Regions from separate parts of the Sus scrofa genome. Here region 2 is linked to region 1. The links are chromatin contacts, called in public HiChIP or PLAC-seq maps. All regions are on one chromosome and are shown on one strand. The core of a region is the stretch at or near the end of the contact, and the rest is flanking DNA. Distances in the headings are between cores, read along the strand shown.

The links. HiChIP or PLAC-seq counts read pairs in DNA pulled down with a chosen protein or histone mark.
Region 2: an H3K27ac HiChIP or PLAC-seq map of alveolar macrophages shows a contact between it and region 1. The contact joins the promoter of ATP5G3 here to the promoter of WIPF1 in region 1. A contact is called at or near these places in 1 of 47 Hi-C or Micro-C datasets (subcutaneous adipose tissue) and 1 of 2 datasets of contacts at active chromatin or transcription factors (alveolar macrophages).

The regions. Positions count from the first base shown.
Region 1 is chr15:80,644,269-80,648,927 of Sscrofa11.1, forward strand. It overlaps WIPF1 (WAS/WASL-interacting protein family member 1), which reads right to left and starts at 2,194. Exons shown (of 9, transcript XM_021074985.1): 1 at 2,042-2,194.
Region 2 is chr15:81,092,033-81,096,691 of Sscrofa11.1, forward strand. ATP5G3 (ATP synthase, H+ transporting, mitochondrial Fo complex subunit C3 (subunit 9)) reads right to left here and starts at 2,265. Exons shown (of 5, transcript NM_001244862.1): 1 at 2,214-2,265; 2 at 1,905-2,016; 3 at 642-719; 4 at 1-132. The coding sequence starts at 1,943.

The DNA.
Region 1 (4,659 bases), core at 944-3,443:
TCACGGCAACACAGGATCCTTAACCCACTGAGCAAGGCCAGGGCTCGAACCTGCAACCTTGTGGTTACTAGTTGGATTTGTTCCTGCAGAGCCGAGACGGGAACTCCCCTCCTTTAGCTCTTTATTGCTCTCATGTCATGGTGCTACATACTGCATGGTGCCCCTCTAATGCCTTGTGCTGTGCTGCTTTTTGCTGCTTCACACACCATTATCCCACTTGATCCTCACAGGATGAGATGGAGAAAGGGCAAAGGTTATCAACTCCATTTCTTGGATAAGTGAGGCTCAAGTTGCACAATACACATGATATGCCTAAAGGACCAGAAAGTGACACTTAATTGGTGAAATGAACAAACAAATGAAAGGCATGAATCTCTACAGCTGGAAATAATCTCACTGTCTCTAAATGAACCCACATCTGATCTTACCTTGCTTACAAATCTTTTTGCTCTACATCACAAAAACCTAAGAGTTTTTGTGCTGCTCAGGGAGCCAAAAAAGATGATGAGGTTACTAGAATAGTCTAATAACCACTGCAAAGTCCAGTCTGCACAATTCCACTCAACGGGTAATGGGCTGCTACAGGTAGCTGGGGATTTGGTCCCTGAGACTCAGCCCTGTGAAGATGACAGATGAGTCAAGATACACAAGAGGAGAAAGCAGTCTTGTGAGCACTGTAAAGAGGAATTAAGATGCAAATGCCAATGGCCTATGCTGATTTTCTCACCTCCAGAAGTCCAAGGGTATTTCATAAAAACTGAAAATGAAAACTCTTTGGAGTTATTTTAACCGTTAACAGAAAAAGGCTTTTTCTGAGGAGGAAAAATATGCCAACGACTCAAAATGAAGCTACAGTATTGTTTTGGAATTGCCTTGGGAAACTGGCAAAAGAAAACCCACCCAGGGTGGGATTCGGTCCAGCGGCTCCGCGGCTGCACCGCCTAAAGTCTGGGACTACACTCGGCCAGTGATTGGGGGTGGAATCCAGTGACTATTCAGGGGACAACGGTGTCACACAATTTTCACAAAATGGGACCAAGTCCACCCAGTCACTGCTGACAACTTGAGAGGCTTCCCAGAGAACTGAGATAAAGTCAGCAGCCCGTGGCCCAGGAAGGAATATGTATTCCTCTGGGATTAAGCAGGACCAGAGGACCTGGCCAGGCTCGGTTCCTCACAGACACACCCTTTGTTAAGCTCCAGGAGTCCAAAGTCTAACCACGAGTTGAAGATTTGGGTCGCCCGGATTGGGTCAGCTGGTTTCTCTTACGCTTGCAACTTTCTCTAACAGTACTTTAAAAAAAGAAGAAAAAAAAAATATGTTAACAGAAAAAGTAGAGGGAGTGAGACTGAAGTGAAGCCGTTCCGAAAGTTCCGGAGAGGCCCTGGGGGGAAAAGAGCTGACGGGGACTGGACGTCCTTTAAGGTCACCGCACACATCTAACGCAAGCGTCTACACTGCCCGCAGCGCGAGGCTCAGCCTGGGGCACCCGGCGGGAGGCGAGTCTGGGAAGCCGCGTTGCGGGATGGGCACAACTCCCCTGAGAAGAAGCAGAGGCAGCTCCCTGGCAGAAACTGGCCTCGGGGTGCCCTAAAGTCTCCATTCGCCTGTCATGGGTGGGGTAGACGCGGCCCCAGCGCATCGCAGCGAAGCCCCTGCCGTGGGTACCTAAGCCGGGAGCCGGGCCGAGCCCCCGGGTGGCCGGAGATCTGCGGAGCCCAGCGGCGCGCCCAGCCCAGAAGGCGCCCGCGTCCGGACCCTCACGGTCCGCCGCCCCTTCCTTCTCTGCCCGCGGGTACTGGACGCGCAAGCCGCGGGGCCCGAGTCCGCCCCTCCCGAGACCGCGCGCCCGCCCCCGCCCGCAGCGGACGCAGCCCCGACGTCCCCGCGGCCCCCGCCCGCGCCCACCCGGCGCCGAGCCGAGATGCCCAGCCCAGCCCTCCTCGGGGTCCCTGGGGGCCTAGAGGGTCTCCACGGGCGCTGCCCTGAGTCCCCGGAACCCGGTCGCGCCCTTGGCAGCGGCAGCGGCGCGTCCCTTACCGTGCAACGGCTCCGGGCAGCTCCAGGGCCCTGCGGCGCGCCGGGCATTTTTCTTAGGGAAACTTCTCCCCGGTTCGTAGGGCTGAGCCGGCCGGGCAGGAAAAGCGCTCAGCGCCGGGAGGCTGCGACCATCCGGGAACTTCGCTGGGATGTAAACCCTCCCCCTCGGCTCCCCGTCCCCCCCGCCCCCCCTGCGGCCCCGCCGCATGTGGACGCGCCGCGAGGCCGCTGCCGGCCCTTCGCCTCCTCTCTGTGCGCCGCGCCCGCGCTGCCTGGAGCTGAGGCTCTGCGCCCCACGGCCTAGGGCCTCGACGGAGCGTGGCAGCAATGGGGCGATTGGAAGCTGGGGCTCCTGTGTCGCTCCTTCCCCTCCCCTGGGTTTGCAAAGAGGTGGGAACTGGAAGGGGTGTCCAGCTCCAGGGCCCTTTCCTCCGAAGACTCCACAGCTTCCCGCTGTCGGGGTCCCTTCACCACCGCCATCACCACCCCCGTACCCGACCCCCCGCAACCCCAAGAGAGGGAAAGACTTTTCCCGGCCTTCTCTGTCCTCAGAGAGTCCGGCTTGGAAACACCTTAAATTGAAATTCATCTTAAAAAAATGAATTTTAAAATGGAGTGGCACCCACAAAGACCCAAGGTCCACCTGCATCTTTCTCTCTGCCCACTGTGTGGGGACAGCAGTGCTCGTCTTATGGAAAGAAGGCAAGTCCCCCCACCAAGAACCAGCAGGATTCTCTGAGTAGTTCCACTCCTAGTAGGGATGTAGCTAATCAGCCACCCACATCCTCAAATATGGTAGCACCAGCAGCAAACAGTTGGAGAAACCTGAGGTTCTACGCCATTGCCGGAGCTGTTACTGACCAGCTCTGAAAGCGGCCACCTCCAGGATCCAAGCACAAGCTCACACTAAGACAACACAGATGTTAGAATCTATGTGTTTGAAAAGAACAACAAATTGTGATCGATATAATAACCATGTAATCATATTACATGGTTAAAATGTTAAACCATTAAAATGGTTTTCATGTTTATTCATGTTAAAATACCAAGGCTGTATATCCCTCGAATAAAAGCAGGACAGGTGGGAATACATGCACTTCAGAATGGATGTCCTAGCTTGAAGAGGCCCTTCATCCTTGACTTTAGGCTGTCTGCTTGTAGGCCAGTCCCCATGTGCACCTTTGCACCTTGACATGCTCTTAACAGATACAATAATTCTTCTGGGAAAGAGATTTAGTAACATGGGTAAACTTCTCAATGACAAACTTTTGTCCCTGAATGAACCCATCTTTGGGTAAGCTTTTCTTTTTCAGCCATTTCCGTGGTGATATGCATGTTATGTTTTACATAAAATGAAGACAAGCCATTGCATATGTCAACGTATTATTCCAGACTTGGAAAAAAAACCAAAGCATTTATCACAAGGTGTCATGAAAGTTAAAAGCCCGGGAGCTGCCTCCTACCAGCCCTCTAAGCCTCAATTTGTGCTTCAGTCAAATAGGAATAACAATAGCTCTTAGCCTTTTAGGAATGTTGTGAGGATTAAATGTGATAATCCCTCTAAAGATGAGCAGAGCAACAGCACACAGGTAGAACAGCAATTTTCACTTATCTTTAATTCCCCAAAGCCCAGTAGAGCTCCTGACAACTTTTAAACAATTGATTAAATACTGGTTGGGATAAGAACTCATGTCTTCCAAAAATCCATGTAAATTTTGCATTAGTACACACAAAAGAAAATTAGGAAGATAAAATACTTGTTCCTTCTGATACTTTCATCATCAGAAGCCAAAAATAAAGGGTGTTCTGAATTGTCTCCTGTTTTAAATCACCCATAAAGCCAATGATCATTTGTCCAGAGTGCCCTGGCTCTCTTTCCTCAGACAACAACACCGTCTGTCAATAAGGTTAAAACCTGAATCGTATTTTATCAGTGGTAATTTTCTAGTTTCAGTAATTGAGCTATAGTTTTGTGAGATGCTAACATTTGGGGAAGCTGAGTGAAGGGTACTTGGGAAAAAAAAATATTTATTTATTTATTTTATTATTTTTTTTTACTGTTTTCACAACTTAATTCTAAGTTTGAAATAATTTCAAGCCAAAAAAGTTAAAAAATTAATTTAAAAAGATCGAAACCTAAAATCCTACCACAGATACCTTCTTCCCTTGGGTGATGTCAACTCGTACCTTAAAATGAAGATACTGAATGAAGTTAGTAGCAGGAAGGATATTCTGCTAAACCTTTATAGTCATGGACATTTTGATGTGAATGAATGAAGAAAAAAAATGGCTTCTTGAATGCTGCTTGAAGATGAAACTAGGCTAGAAATGTTATGACGATCTTGAGAAAGAAGGAGAAGGGATGCTAGATAGGAGGACATTGAGAGGGGAGAAATTAAGACAAATTTACCAGAACATGGTATTATTAATGACATGTATGTGCCTGGGCTTACCATTGCAGAGCCACCATTTGGGACTCAGCCTAACCTCTAAACTAGCCCTATGGTGGTTTAGAACTTCCTCTAACAATTATCTGCTTCTCATGATTACTAGTTAAATGCCTGTCTCCTTTCCCTTCTGTCCCCCATTTGGGGGGAAGGGCATGTGAAGACAACCAG
Region 2 (4,659 bases), core at 1,015-3,514, 450 kb after region 1:
TCCTACTGTTGCAGCACCTGCACCAATAAATTTGGCTGCAGTATCAATGTCTCTGCTGACTGCACTGGTCTGAAACTCCCTTTGGATTGGCTGAGACACACCATTCTGGGCCCCATTAAATACCGTCGAGCCCTAAAGAACAGGAAATAAAGGCAAAGGTCAAATCAGTAATCACAGTTAGCTATTAGGTACTGTCAAAATGACAACTACTTCTCTTTTGTAGCTGAGTTTGCATAGGAGATGGTGTCACACAACAGAAAAATCAACGGCTTAGAACAAGTCCAATCTTAAATAGGAATAACAATACCTACACTGAGTTAAGATTTTTAAAAATTAAGAAACAGTGCATATGCTTTTTAAGAGAGTAAGCTTCTCAGTAACTTACCACCATAATCTTAAATACAGGCAATGCAAAACAATATACTTAAATATATACATACTGACTATATTTCTTAGCTGAGTTGGGTGGTTAAGTTTTGGATATAGAAGTTTCTTTCACTGGCTCATTCTCTGCAAATATTTTCCATTCAAGAGTAGAAAGGACTGGCTCAAACCATTCATTAATGAAGGTTTTCCCCTTTAATCAAAATCCTAAGGCTTACTTGATAGTGTTACTTAATTTCTATTATTACTACTTTTACCTCTCCAGGCCTGGCCTCTGGTCGAGATAACACTGATGCAGAAATTGGTCTGTATGCAACTCTGGATCCAGCTCGGATCTGTTAATGAAAAAAAGATTCTGTGTATTAAATAAGAATACAGATAAGACTTCAAGGCCCCTTCTTGCACTATGAACTCTGAAAAAGAAAGCAGCAAAAATGAATCAAAAAGATCATGACTTTTCTCTATTGATTCTTATTTGGCTACACTGGTTATGAAAGAATCTTGATAAAGTTGCTAATGCATTTTAAAGCTTGCTTCATAATGTATTTGTAATACTCTGAACAAAACCTCTAAGAACAACTAGTTAAAAAGAATAAGTATTGCTTTTAAAATTTCAATTCTTGTAGTACCACAATTCAGATAAAAACCCCAGCAATAAACGCCCCACATTCTTCGGTAATTTTAAGTGGATCAACAGGTTCGGGCATCAGTGCTATAAATGCTTGACATTTAAAACAGCCCATTAGTTAATATGAGCTCCCACTATTTCTAAGATATTCTTATATGTCCATTAATCTCAAAATTAAAAAGCAGTTTAAGCTATTCCATATTAGGAAAAACACAATCGTCGAAACACTCTGACCATAAGGACACATTCCAGTCCACCTTCTCCGTCCTTGAGTGTCCACTGAACTAAGGTCACAGAAAATCCCTTCAGAACCGAGACCTGATTCTCTAAGGCAAATCCCTCAGATCTTCACTCCACCAAAGGCGTGCAAAACGACTATGGAAATAACATCCCAAAGGCAGGAAGAAAGACTCCAGGCTCTTGCACCACCTGCCTCCGCCCACACGGGGAGAGGCAAAGTCCCTCCCTCTGCAGCAGCGAATTTGACCTACAGATCTGCAATGGAGAGCGCGCCGGCGGTGAACTAGGCCCCGGCAGCCTCCCTCCTTCCCCCTCTGCACCCCAACCTCCACCGGGCCCCGACCCAACAGGGTGATGGAGGGGGTGCGGGAGGGAGCCGCTCCACGACGAGGGGGGAAGGAGGGTTTGACCTACGCCGAGTGGGGCCTGACAGCTAGGCCTCGGTGGCTCTTCAATACCGTAGGAGGGGAGGAGGAGAGTGAGAAGCCCCAGAAAAAGAAGGAAAAGAAAAAAAGGACACAGAGGTTGAGGGGCGAGGGAGAGATATCCCGAGAGCGCGGTGTGTCCTGCCCGGAGGTGACCCGTTCGACAACGTGGACGCCCAGGCCAAGACATTCGACCCTCGGTCCCCAGCCCGGCATGGGCTACGCACCAGAGCGGGGGTGCAGGCGAGCTTGGTGCAGGCGAACATCTTGCACTCTTCTGGGCGGCGCGGCTGGAAGACTTGGGCGGCAGGCGATGTAAGCTCCTCTCCCGCTTCCTCTCTGCGGGGGCAAAGAGGCTTAAGGTCAAGTGCTCTCCAAGGGCCTGTCCTTCTACCCAGGTCCCGCGGGTTCCCGTGCACGCGGTCAGCTTGGGCCGCGCGCCCAGCGAGGCGCCAGCAGAATCCAGCAGAATGAATGGGTCCCTCCTGGGCGCGGCTCCACCCCAGCCAGGCCAGGCTCCCGAGCCCTCCGCTTACCTTCCGGCGAGGTGGCGGCGGCCGCTGCGGCAGAGGTCGAAGAAGTGGGGCTGGGCGCGCAGACGCAGTCCGGCTCTTATTCGCGCCCCGGCACCCGGATGGAGAAGGCGGGGAATCCCGCGAGCCCGGAAGACGTTCAAGGTCACTTTGTAACAACTTTATTGGTAACCAGTTGGGAAGGACAGCGACAGCCACTCTGAGATGGCTTGGCGGGCAGAAGGTGGTGAAGGAGAGAAAAAGAAATTAAAGACAGCCCAGGCAGAGGAAACCGAACGGCTTTTGATCTAAACTAGTCGCAGGACAGTGGGACTTTATCTTTCATTTGACACACACATATATATATTTTCGCTTTTTAGGGCCTCACCTGAGGCATATGGAGGCTTCCAGGCTAGGGGTTGAATTGGAGCTGTAGCTGCGGGCCACAGCAATGCAGGATCCGAGCGGGTCTGCTGACCTACACCACAGCTCATGGCAAAGCCGGATCCTTATCCCACTGAGTGAGGCCAGGCATTGAACCCTGAACCTCGCAGTTACTAGGCGGGTTCGTTTCTGCTGCACCACAATGGGAACTCATTTGATACATTCTTAAAGAGAGGTTGCTAGGTCTCATTCATAGAGAAACCCCCTTCCTGGTCATTCCCTCCCTATGTGAAATAGGACCCTGTGGTGAAAGGGTTCATTCATTGTTTGACAGAAGAAACTAGAGTCCCTAGCAAAGTGAATGCATTTCTTTAAAGGAATCTGGAAAAGAGTTCTAGAAGTCTAGCTAATCTTTTGGGTAAAAGTGGATCTGACCTGGGCAAAGGAATGAGTTTTGTGACTTTGGGCACAGAGTTGCTTCTTGGTGAAGTGAGGGAGGTCAGTTTTTCTTCCAGTCCTAAGATTAGAAGAACTAAGGGTTTGTAAATTTTTTTTTTTTTTTTTGGTTTGTTTGTTTTTGTTTTTGTTTTTTTTTTTTTTTTTTTTTTTTTTTTTTTTTTGTAGGGCCAGGAACTAAAGAAAGTCTGAGTATTTTCAAAACTGACCTAATTTTAACACTTGTTTTTTGGTAACCTTGGATAAGTCATTTTCTATTGAATACAGAAATATCTCAGGAAAATGGCTATTACTGGACTTCTTGGTAGGTCCTTGAATTCTGTAAATTTGACTTAGTAGTTATAACAAGTGTCTATCAGAAGTGATGCAACGTAAAAGATTAAATATCTAGTATACCCAGTTGTAGGAATACCTGGGTACTGAAATCCTACCCACTTGGCCTAGAACCCTGGCATGGGACAACATGGACCCAGAAGATCACTTTTTTCCTAGTTGGCATAAGGATGCAGTATCATCTAGCAGCAATCCTCAGGAGAAGCCCTCAGAACTAAAACTTGAAAAATGGGAGTTCCCGTGGTGGTGTAGTGGTTAACGAATCTGACTAGGAACCATGAGGTTGGGGGTTCGGTCCCTGGCCTTGCTTAGTGGGTTAGGGATCCGGCCTTGCCATGAGCTGTGGTGTAGGTTGCAGATGCAGCTTGGATCTCACGTTGCTGTGGCTCTGGCGTAGGCCGGTGGCTACAGCTCTGATTGACCCCTAGCCTGGGAAACTCCATATGCTGCTGGAGCAGCCCTAGAAAAGGCAAAAAGACAAAAAAAACCCAAAAAACAAAAAACAAACAAAAAAAAACCCCTTGAAAAATGAATAAGACTTTGCACTGATTCAAATTCACATGCCAATGGTTCGAAATCCCATGAAAGTTAATAGTTTCAGGCTCAATATTGAGCCCATAAAATGGAGATTATTCATATGAGTAATTCAAAGAGAGATTATGTTTCCTCAGGTACTCAGTTCTTCCCTGAAGTGTGATATGACATCCTGTGATATCTAAGGTAGAATAAACAATAATGTTCTGTATTAGGGTTCTCCAGAGAAACAGAACCAGTAGCAGAACCAAAGGAGTTCTCTAGGTAATGTGCCACACACACACACACCACACACACACACACACACACACACACACACGGAGATTGATTGATTATGAAGAATTGGCTCATGTAGAAGCTGAGAAGTCCCATGATCTGCCTTATCAAAGCTGGAGACCCAGGAAAGCTGGTGGTATAATTCAGTTGGAATCTCAAGGCCTGGGAACCAGGAAAGCCAGTGGTACAAATCCAAGTCTGAGGGCCAGAGAAGATGAGATGGGATGTCCCAGTTCAACAATGAAATGGGGAGAAAGTGATGAATTCTTCCTTCCTCTGCTTTTTTTTCTATTCAGGATTGGCTGCCGACCACCTACATTGGGGAGGGCAATCTACTTTACTGAGTCGATGAATTTAAATGCTAATTTCATCCAGAAACACTTTCGTAGATATACCCAGAAATAATGCTTAATCTGCATACCCCCATGGTTAGCTGACACAAAAAATTAACCATCACATTCCTTATATTCCAATAGCAGATCTTCTC